Regions from separate parts of the Mus musculus genome. Here region 2 is linked to region 1. Evidence: chromatin contacts called from public HiChIP or PLAC-seq data. All regions are on one chromosome and are shown on one strand. The core of a region is the stretch at or near the end of the contact, and the rest is flanking DNA. Distances in the headings are between cores, read along the strand shown.

Region 1 (4,631 bases), core at 1,546-4,045:
ATCCCTTCAAGTTCCCATCCCAAACTCCGGCAGTAGCAGGAGTCCCCAAGGCAAGCCCTGTCCCCTTTTGTGAAGTCACGGGTCACAAAGGTCTCCGTTCCCACAGCCTCCTCAGCTTGCCCTCCCCACCTCTGCTTCATGCAGCAGTTCAGGTAAGTAGACCACAGAGCCGAAAGTTCAGGAAGAACCCTGGAGGAAGACGGGGTGCCCCTGATCGGGAAGACCCCCCCTTTCACAGACTTTTAGGAAGATAGAAAATTCCAAACTTTGCTGGAAGCCCCTTGAGAGCCTGGCCTGCCTGAAAGAGTGAGGGATTTTGGAGAGGAACCTATATAGCTGGGTCGGGCTGCTCCCATACCTCCTCGGCTGCTTCCCATCTAGGGACCTTGAGAAACAGCGCAAAGGCCCTGGAGGGGTTGAGGGGATGGAGGACCACGGCCTCATGGAGGGGATGAGGGAATGAGGACCACAGCCTCATGGAGGGGGCGAGGGGATGGGCACCACAGCCTCACAGCTGCCTGGGGAACAATGTGAGACCTCTCACTCTTAAGAGAGGTAGGATCCGCAAGTCCAGATTGGCTCCTTCCTCACTAGACCTCAAAGACAGGGGGACCATGTAACTCATGGTACACTCACAAATGAGAGTGAAGCAGTGAAATGATCCATGATGGGAAATATCATATCAACAGGCACGTGGCCACCCTCCTCAAAGGACCACTAATCCAGCAGAGGCCACCAGCCTGCCTAAGGAAGGGAAACCTAACCCTGCCACGTGGCACCCACCATCTTGACAGCCCCCACGCTCAGCCAACCAGGGGCTGGGAGGGGCTTCTCCAAAAAGCTCCAAATGACTAGTTAGGGATTCCTCTGGCAGCCGCAAGGCCCCTGGTGACGTGGCAGGCAAAAGCTGCTTTATCTCCATAGGCCAGCCGAGGGTAAGAACCTGGAGGCCTGGCTTGGGAACCTGGGGTGAGGAGGATTTGCCGGGGGAATCCAGGAGCCTCAGGGGTTTTAGTTTTACAACTGTGCCTCAAAAATCTGAGGGGGCAGGCAGGGCTGGGGAGAAGGGCCACCCCGTTAAGCCCAGCATTAGGGATGAAAGTAGGCAAGTCTCTGCAAGCAAGCCAACCTCCCGCAGCCCATCTGCACAGGCAAGCCCAGCCCATCTGCCACAGGGAAACGCCAGCCCTCCGGCCAAGGTTAGACATTTTACAGTACCATCAAAACAAAACCAAAAAAATATAAGATATCACAGAGCCAAAGGCCGTGTCCACCACTGGGCCAGGGAGCCTGTGATGGGAAGCCTGTAAGGGGAGCAGATGCCAGGAGGCAGGGAGGAGCACCAGGGGGTTTCTCAGACACTTGGTGGGTCTAAAGTACCTTGAAAGGGCCTCAGAGGGAGATCATTGCCTGCCTTTTTCATTCTGAAAGAAAACAGAAGAGTGAAGAAATGGGAACCCCTAGAGACGTGGGGAGCAGAGGCCGGTCGGGCCCAGTCCCCAGTGGGTACCCGGAGTAAGGAGGTGGATGACCTCTTTTGCAGAGGCAGAAACCAGGGCCCAGCTTGGGCCTCTTCGGCTCAAGCAGGTCAGGCTTTCTCCCGGGGGCTCTGCCTTCAGCAAAGCTCCCAGGCCGACCACTGTGGAGTCCTGTTACACAGCAACCCACTACAAAAACACCTCGGCAGGGAATCCTCGGAGAGAGACAAAGGACCAGACGGAAATGGGGGATGGGTACAGAACTATCAGAGAGTAGGGTGTGGCCTCGGCCTTACTTCCAGGCAACCAAAGCCCCCAGTTTTCCAAGGGCCTCCATGCGTGCCCTGGATGCCAAAGGGCCCAGAAGGAAGCACAGGAAGTTGATAGCTAGGCCGTTAGACCATACAGGGAATGGATGCCTTCTTCCTTTCGTCTGGAGGCTCAGGAATGTCCCCCAAGCTGGAGGCAGGATACCTCAAAGCCTCAGAGGAAGTCCTCGCCCTGCAGGAACCAGATGGGTGGACGGAAGGACCAGGGTGACTCAAGTCACCCAGGGCCTGTGGACCCTGACGACACCCCTTTCGGGTGAGGTGAAAGCAGAACTAATTGGTCAAGTCCGGCCACCTTCCACATAGGATACTGATTAAAAAGCGACTGCTCCCCAAAGCAAGGGGGTCCTTAACAGCTAGAGATGAGACACCAAGTCTACACCTCTTGTGCTAGGTTCAGAGGCCCCTACACAGCCTGTGGGGAGGTTGGTCTGGGATCAATCACTGCGGGTCCCTGGGCCTCCACTCCTGAGTTAGGGACTGCAGAGCTGGCCCTTCCCCGTGGACGATGGGACAGTCAGGTCTTTCCCCTCCCCTCTCAGTTGTGCAGAAGGTCACCAGCATTTAGTCCCAGCTCTACGCATTCCCTCTCACCACCTTTAACCTTCCCCGAGCTGAGACTTCTCCGTACTTTACCAGGCAGTCCGCGTACTAGACCGCAGCTCCAGGGAACCCAGGCAAGTGACAGTTCCAAGTCCGATCTTTCACTGCCCACCTGTGTCAGGACCCCAAGCTTTGGAGCGATCCGTTCCCCCTTGGCCAATGCGCAACCCCAAATCGCCCGGCCGCTCCCGCCCCTCACCTGGGCCGGGCTGGGCTGCTCCGGGACCGACAGGGCAATCGCTCCTCAGACAGGCTCTGCTCAGCTCACTGCCCCGGGCCCTGGATCTATATATGGCTGGCCCCACCCCCTCCTGCCTGTCCCAAGAAACTTCTGGAAAGTTGGAAACGCTTCCGGAGGGCGCCGTGGCTCGGAGAGGAGAAAAAAAGCCAAAGACCTCCCCCAAACCACCCTGGCTCCCGCCCCTGTGCCTGCGGGCTCTCTCCCAGCCCCTGGGTCCTACTGCCCCCTCGCCCTACTAGGTAGAGGGGACTCTCCTCCCGCACCAGCTAGACCTTGGGAGCCAGGGCATTCTTGGGATTCCGCGGTCCTGGACGTGGAAAAGCAGGGTTTAGACTCGAGAGTGAACTGAAGGCAGACAGGCTCCAAAGTCCTGCGCTCGGGGACTGGAGTTGTCGTCTTCTCGGGGTTGCCCACACAAGCCTGCTCTGATCACATATCCCTTCTGCCCCACATGACCCTGCTCTGCCCCAGTAGATCCATTGCCTACTGTTATCAAGCTTTAATCAGGGACCCCTGATGCTACTCCTTAGTCAGGGGCCCTCTCCTTTGCCTTAGGAAAAAGTCAGAGGCAGGGGTCCCTCTCCAAACCAGGGTTCACCCTTGAAACATCCCTGGGGAGGAGAGGCCCTGAGAATTCTAGCTGGACCCTCACCCTGGCAACCAAGTCTTGAACTGATTTCAGACAGACACCTAGGTGGTTCCACTGGACATGAAGTAGTATACAGCAGGGAACATCCTGGATGAATTAAATACAGCATTGTGTGACTTTCCTTCTGGGCCAGTACCCTTGGTTGATGTTAAGTCCTAACTGCCCCTTTCTCCGTCTCAAATGGGTCATCCCTGCTATCTCCTTCCCTCCCTCCCTATCTCCATTGCCTCTTGGGGCTCAGGGTCTCACTATCTCAGGCTCTCCCGCCCCACCCCACCTCTTACACTGAGATAGCTTCTTGAGCCCTGAGTTAACTGATAGTATTCTTTACTATTCTAGTGTCATGCACAAATCTGCACAACTGGGCAAAGTCCCTGCCTTCAGGACCTCCTTTGTGAGGGGTGTGTGCAGCTAGTGGGGAATTCAGTAGGTGAGGCCTGTTGTTTTAGGATCCTCCTATCTTCTGATAGTGGAATGACAGACAACAGATGGACATCACTAGAGAGGAGGTGGAGTGAGAGGCTTTTCCCCCTCTTTTCAGTGCACTGGGGCTGGAACCCAGATCCTCAGGAAAACCAGGAAAGAAAGCATCCTGCCACTGAGCCCCAGCCCCAGCCCCAGAGAGACCCTGTATGCATTCACTCACATTCAATCAACAGACTCATAAGTATTTTCTTTCTCCCAGATGCAGAGCCTGTGGAACAGATGTATCCTTGCACTCAGCATCCCAAAAGATGAGTTCTCTGCAGTTATAGAGAACAGTGGGGGAGGGAATGGACCCCCAGCCTTCCCCACTTCGGGCTGAGGGAAATATTAGATCCTAATAGACTTAGACCCCAATCAAAGGATCAGAGAGTATACGGATTTGCAAGTGACTGCCACAGATGATAATATCATTCAGAAGCCCCACAACGTCTTTGAACTTCGTGAAGGAATCTTAGCTTGGTAGGATCTCAGAGTCAAAGGTCTTGAGAAGAAGAAAAAAAAAATCATGGTACCAGGCCTAGCGTCACATGCCTGATGGCCCAGGATGCTGGAGACACTGGGTCAAGGTAAACCTAAGGTAAACGCTTAGGACTTCGTCCCTATCTGCAAACTTAGTATCCTTATGAATGTCCCCCAAAGGCAAGGGCCTGCCTCTCTCTAAGAACAGTGACCTGGCAGCCGCTATTGTTTTGTAGAACAGATCTGATCTTGAGCAAACTTTGTAGGCAAAAGGAGGGCGGTATCCATCTTTGTGGTGGCTGATTCTCCTTCCCGTCCTCCTGCATCCTCTATGTACTGCTTATGTGAATAAATCTTTGCTAGGAAAGGATTCCACCTAGATTCCA
Region 2 (4,631 bases), core at 560-3,059, 76 kb after region 1:
CATATGGAAGCGGGAAGCTGGAAGCTCGGAGATGGACTGGCTTCTCCTGCCCCTGGCTGAGGGTGTGGCGCAGCAAGGCTGAGGGAGTCTCACCCGACAGCAAGGAAGGGAAGCAGAGCTTTTTATAACTGGGGATAATTAATTGGCTGTTGTTTTTGAGTCATTACTTTAATACTGCCAATTAAGGACTCAGTGACACAGTACTGTTCTGGTTGTCCCTAGCTCTCCTACCTCTGGCAACACCGCCACCCCCCCCCCCAACAAGTCCCTAGGTCCCCTGAAGGCAGCAGTGTCAAAACCAACTTCCATACTGAGAGGGATTTAGGTCAGAGGCCTGGAGGAACTTCCCAGCCAGACAGCAACAAGCCGAGTATGTTAATCAGCTGTCTTGCACGCCTGTACTATACTTGCTTTTAAAAGCTTGTTAGGACCTTAATTGATCCTCCTAGCTTGTAAATGGGGCTCCAAGAAGAGTGATTGATTCATACTGAGGGGCCATTGGCACAGTGTGTGCGCCCCCCACCCCTGTCCCAATCACGCCTCCAGCCTGTGTCTTCTCCCCTTCCACCCTCCAATGTGCCAGGCACTTATGTATTCAATCAACAAACCTATTCTGGTACATGCTCACAGATCACAGTTGTGTCTGACCTGGTTCTCTCCTCCCTTGAAAGAGAACCCAGGCTGGTAAAGATCAGGGGACAGATATGAATAGACACCCAGGGAAATCAAAGCCAGGCCCAGGGAATGCTGGGTGGGAGTGGGTAGTAAGTGTATGGAGCAGGGTGCCTGTTGCTACTGACTTGTATCTGGGAGCTAAAAATCATTGCACTTCATCTGGGGAAGAAAAAATAGGCTACCTGGGAGGCCTGAGCCTGCAGCTGTACTGAGCAACCTAGGCCTTAGCCTTGGGCCAAGCTATGCAAAGGCCCCAGATGTTAAATTATGCAGAGTACCCCAACAGCCCTTGAAAGGAAAGCTAGACAGCCAGAAGAGTTTGGGGAGGTGACGTGTACACACATGTGTGCTCATACACACATGCACATGTGCAAAGGTGTAGGTCAGGGGAGGGATGTCACAGACACCGAGAAGGTCCAATCATAGGCTGACTCGGGCAGAGCCCTGGAAAGAGTCCCTCTCAAGCCAAAGTCTGGGAAGCTGGAGGCCACTCTAGAGATGGCAGACTGTGCTGTAAGGGCATGAGGGAGGCTTTGGGATAGACAGACAAGTCTGTGTCCTCAGCCCCAGGGGCCTCCCTCCTGGGGTGGATGAGTGCTTCTCTTGCCATGAGTGTCTGCTGCCTCTCTCCCTCCCCTCCCTTCCACACAAGCCATGCTGACCATGCCAAGCCAATTGGCTTCTCCGTATCCTGGGCACCTCATCCTCTCACCACAGAGGTATGGCTCCCATTGTCCAACCCCCGCCTCTCTCTCTTCACCTAACTCAGGTCTTTCCACCAAACGAGGCATCACTCTCCTTCCTTGTCCTGTGGTTCTCACAACCACAACACTTTGGCCTAGTGCTAGCCTTAAGGACTGGGATTTTCTGGGCCTCCCAGTGGACTCAAGGCCTGGCTCAGGCTTGGCAAGGTGTGCTAAGAGGAATGCAGGACGGACAATGGCGTGGAGAGTGCACAGTGACTGAAGAAGTTGCCTGGGGGTGTGTCTGTCTAGCATCTTGCTGACCACTGCTGGGGTGGGACCTCTAAACTCTTGAGTGTTGGGGTCTGGAGAAGGAAGATGAACCTATGTGATAAAGGGCCTGCTGTATTCCGGTCCTGTCTCTCAGGGTTCTGGCTGTGGTTAGCAAGAGAGGATGCTGACTCAACCCTCGGGTCTTCCCAGGCCACCCTTGAAGCTGAGATTGGCTTGTTCTACAGGTGGACAAGAAGGGGGATTTCCCGGCTTCCTGTCCTGGCAGCCTGTGGTTTGAGTCTTGGATGGGTTTTTGTAGGGGAAGAAAGACCGCAGGGTTGGCTTGGTGATGAAGCCCCTTAAAGCAGATTCCAGGATATGGTTAGACTCAGCTACACACAAACGGGCAGTGCTGGCCAGGCCTCTGTATCTCTAACTCTACTTTTGATACTGCCCAGGCTCTCAGGCAAGCTCCAGGCCTCTCAGCCTCGGCTTGCTTGCCAGTTAAATGGGATATTAGGTGGTAGGTACCCATGCGCCTCCTGTTCATGTAAGAAGAGACCCTGCTCCAACCTTGAAAAAAGTGTCCCCTTCCTACAGACGTCCCAAAATGGCATGCACCTTTCGGTGGCTCCAGGGACAGACCCTGGAGGGTTAGGAATGGTCCCCTGGGCCTCATCCTTTACTTCCACAGTAGTGTGGAGTGAGGAAGAGACCAGGAGAGGACCTCCTGACATCTTTCATCTCCTTTGGGAACAGAGCTGGCAGCTCCTGGGCCTGAGTAGGTAGAGGCTGGACCATCCCTTAGGGATGGTATGTGAAGTATCCCAGCACGGCCTAAGGGGTGCTCAGTGGGTCATCCCCAGGGTTGTCCAGCTCGGCTGTGCCTGAAGGGTGGCTGAGAAAAGAGGAGTTTCGAGTTGGGCCTGATCCCTTACTCCCACCTAATGAGCTGCTCTGCGGGTGCCCTGGCAGAAGCGAGGACAGACAGAGGCCTAATTGCCCAGCCTTCTGTAGCCTGGAGAAATAAATCCATCCGCTTAGGCTGCCAGGAACTGGCTGGCTGTGGGATTCTAATAATCCCCTCCCAACTCGGCCTAATGCTACCATCTATCTCAGCCCTGCCCGGTTGCCCCTCCCCCAAATCTCCTGGGCCAGAGCCAGGTAATCCTGCCAGGGCATGCCCATCTCTGCCTCCCAGGAACTCCTGCCCCCTTCCCAGCCTACACTCCTCCCACCTCCCTTATTTGGAGTTGAGCATGGGACAGGAATTGAGCATGGGCCAGTGAGTTGAGCATGGGACAGGAGTGTCACTGGATGCGCATGGCTCTGGGACTCCCAAGCAGAGCTGAAGCACACGAGGCACTGGGGCAGCAAAGCCGAAAGAAAGCCTGTTCAAGGCAGAGTCACACACGGGAAAGAATTTCAGATAGATTGAAATGTACTTTGCCTATTCTTAAACGTTTCTTCTGTTTAGAAAGCATGGAGAAATTTGTTGAAGAAGTCAGGCAGTCTGGAAAGATGTAAATTGAAAGGTGCTCAGGGCGCTGTGCTCTGGGCAGGCTCTGGAGACCCTCTTGGGCGGGGTACTGCTGTGCAGAAGGATGGGTGGGACTCAGAGCTGAAGGTGAGGCTATGCATTCCCCACTGTAACAACGACTTAAGTGTAGTGTCTGCGCTCAGCCGCTTTCCTCAAGCACAGAGGCGGCGCTAAAGAAAGTTAAAGGGGAGAGACCCGACGATGGGAAAGTTTAAATTGGGGGTCTGAGGTGTAGCTCCGTAGGCAGAGTGCTTGCCTGGCATGTGATGTGCCAGCCTGACGAACTTGATGATGAGACTTCTAACACCATGGAGTCCCAGCACGTGGGAGGTAGAGTCAGGAGGACCAGGGGTTCAGAATCAGCCTTAGCTTAAAAAGATGACAGGAGGTGGATGAGACAGACACCCGCCAGGTACAAGCACTTGTCATCCGAGCCTGGCAACCTTGAATCCGAGGAGAAAGCCACTGACAAAATTATCCTCTGACTTCCATGAATGCATCATGGCAGCTTCGTGTGTGTGTGTGTGTGTGTGTGTGTGTGTGTTTGTGTGTGTGTGTGTGTGTGTGTGTGTGTTTGTGTGTATGTGTGTGTGTGTGTGTATGCGTGCGTGCATGTGTGTTGGTTTTTTTGAGATGGGATTTCTCTGTATAGCCAATGCTGTTCTAGAACTCAGAGATCCACCTGCCTCGGCCTCCCAAGTGTTGGGATTAAAGGCGTGTGCCACCACTGCACAGCAATATTTTTTTAAAATAAAAATAATAATTTTAAAAGGCCATTAAGAGGAGACACCACTTCCCTGAATGAGACCTGACTACTCCATGCCTGCACCCTCTGCTGCTTCCTGCCAAGATGGAGGCTCCCCAGCCTTCCTCACAGCAAGCCCTTTCCTTCTAGCCCCCCTTCCTCCTCCAGGAAGCCTTCTGTGTCCCTCTCCCATAGCAGATAGTAAACCCACTGTCCTCTGTGCTTTTAGGCAGTTCTTGCTCTCGTGTATGCCCAGGACTGGAGTGTCCCATCTGCTGCCTGCTCACTGCTGCCGGGTCTCCACAGCTCTGAGAGGAGTGACAGGAAGAGAGAGAGCCGTGGCGAGGGTGGGGTTTGGTGTGGGGTGTGAGGTAGGGAGCTTTACAGAGTGGATGTCCATGCGTCCCAACCCCATGTGCTGTCTTCTCTGTGTTTTGAAGTCCCTTGCTGGAGTCCTAGGCCCGTGGCCCTGCTTCTGGGCCACCTTTATCTTGGCTCTTAGTTTCTCCACTTCTTTTTTTTTTTTTTTTTTTTTTTTTAAACAAACAGATTTATTTATTTATTTATTTATTTATTTATTTATTTTATGTAAGTACACTGTAGCTGTCTTCAGACACTCCAGAAGAGGGAGTCAGATCACATTACGGATGGTTGTGAGCCACCATGTGGTTGCTGGGATTTGAACTCCGGACCTTCAGAAGAGCAGTCGGGTGCT

Evidence for each region. HiChIP or PLAC-seq counts read pairs in DNA pulled down with a chosen protein or histone mark.
Region 2: an HNF4G HiChIP or PLAC-seq map of pancreatic cancer cells shows a contact between it and region 1. The contact joins the enhancer-like site here to the promoter of Serpinh1 in region 1. A contact is called at or near these places in 2 of 39 promoter capture datasets (hematopoietic stem and progenitor cells and pre-B cells), 2 of 484 Hi-C or Micro-C datasets (the G1E-ER4 cell line and rod photoreceptor), 4 of 115 datasets of contacts at active chromatin or transcription factors (embryonic stem cells, microglia and pancreatic cancer cells) and 3 of 9 other capture datasets (adipose tissue, liver and pancreatic islet).

Annotation. Positions count from the first base shown.
Region 1 is chr7:99,350,444-99,355,074 of GRCm38.p6, forward strand. Serpinh1 (serine (or cysteine) peptidase inhibitor, clade H, member 1) reads right to left here and starts at 2,796. Exons shown (of 5, transcript NM_001111044.1): 1 at 2,610-2,796.
Region 2 is chr7:99,427,197-99,431,827 of GRCm38.p6, forward strand. All of the region lies in intron 4 of Gdpd5 (glycerophosphodiester phosphodiesterase domain containing 5), which reads left to right. Among named protein-coding and RNA genes, the nearest start is that of Klhl35, 36 kb to the right of the region's middle. Within about 2 kb of position 1,810, at least 77 of the 459 cell types and tissues checked have an H3K27ac peak or open chromatin away from gene starts, as enhancers often do. A contact at or near this core is called in pancreatic cancer cells and rod photoreceptor, where this site is marked.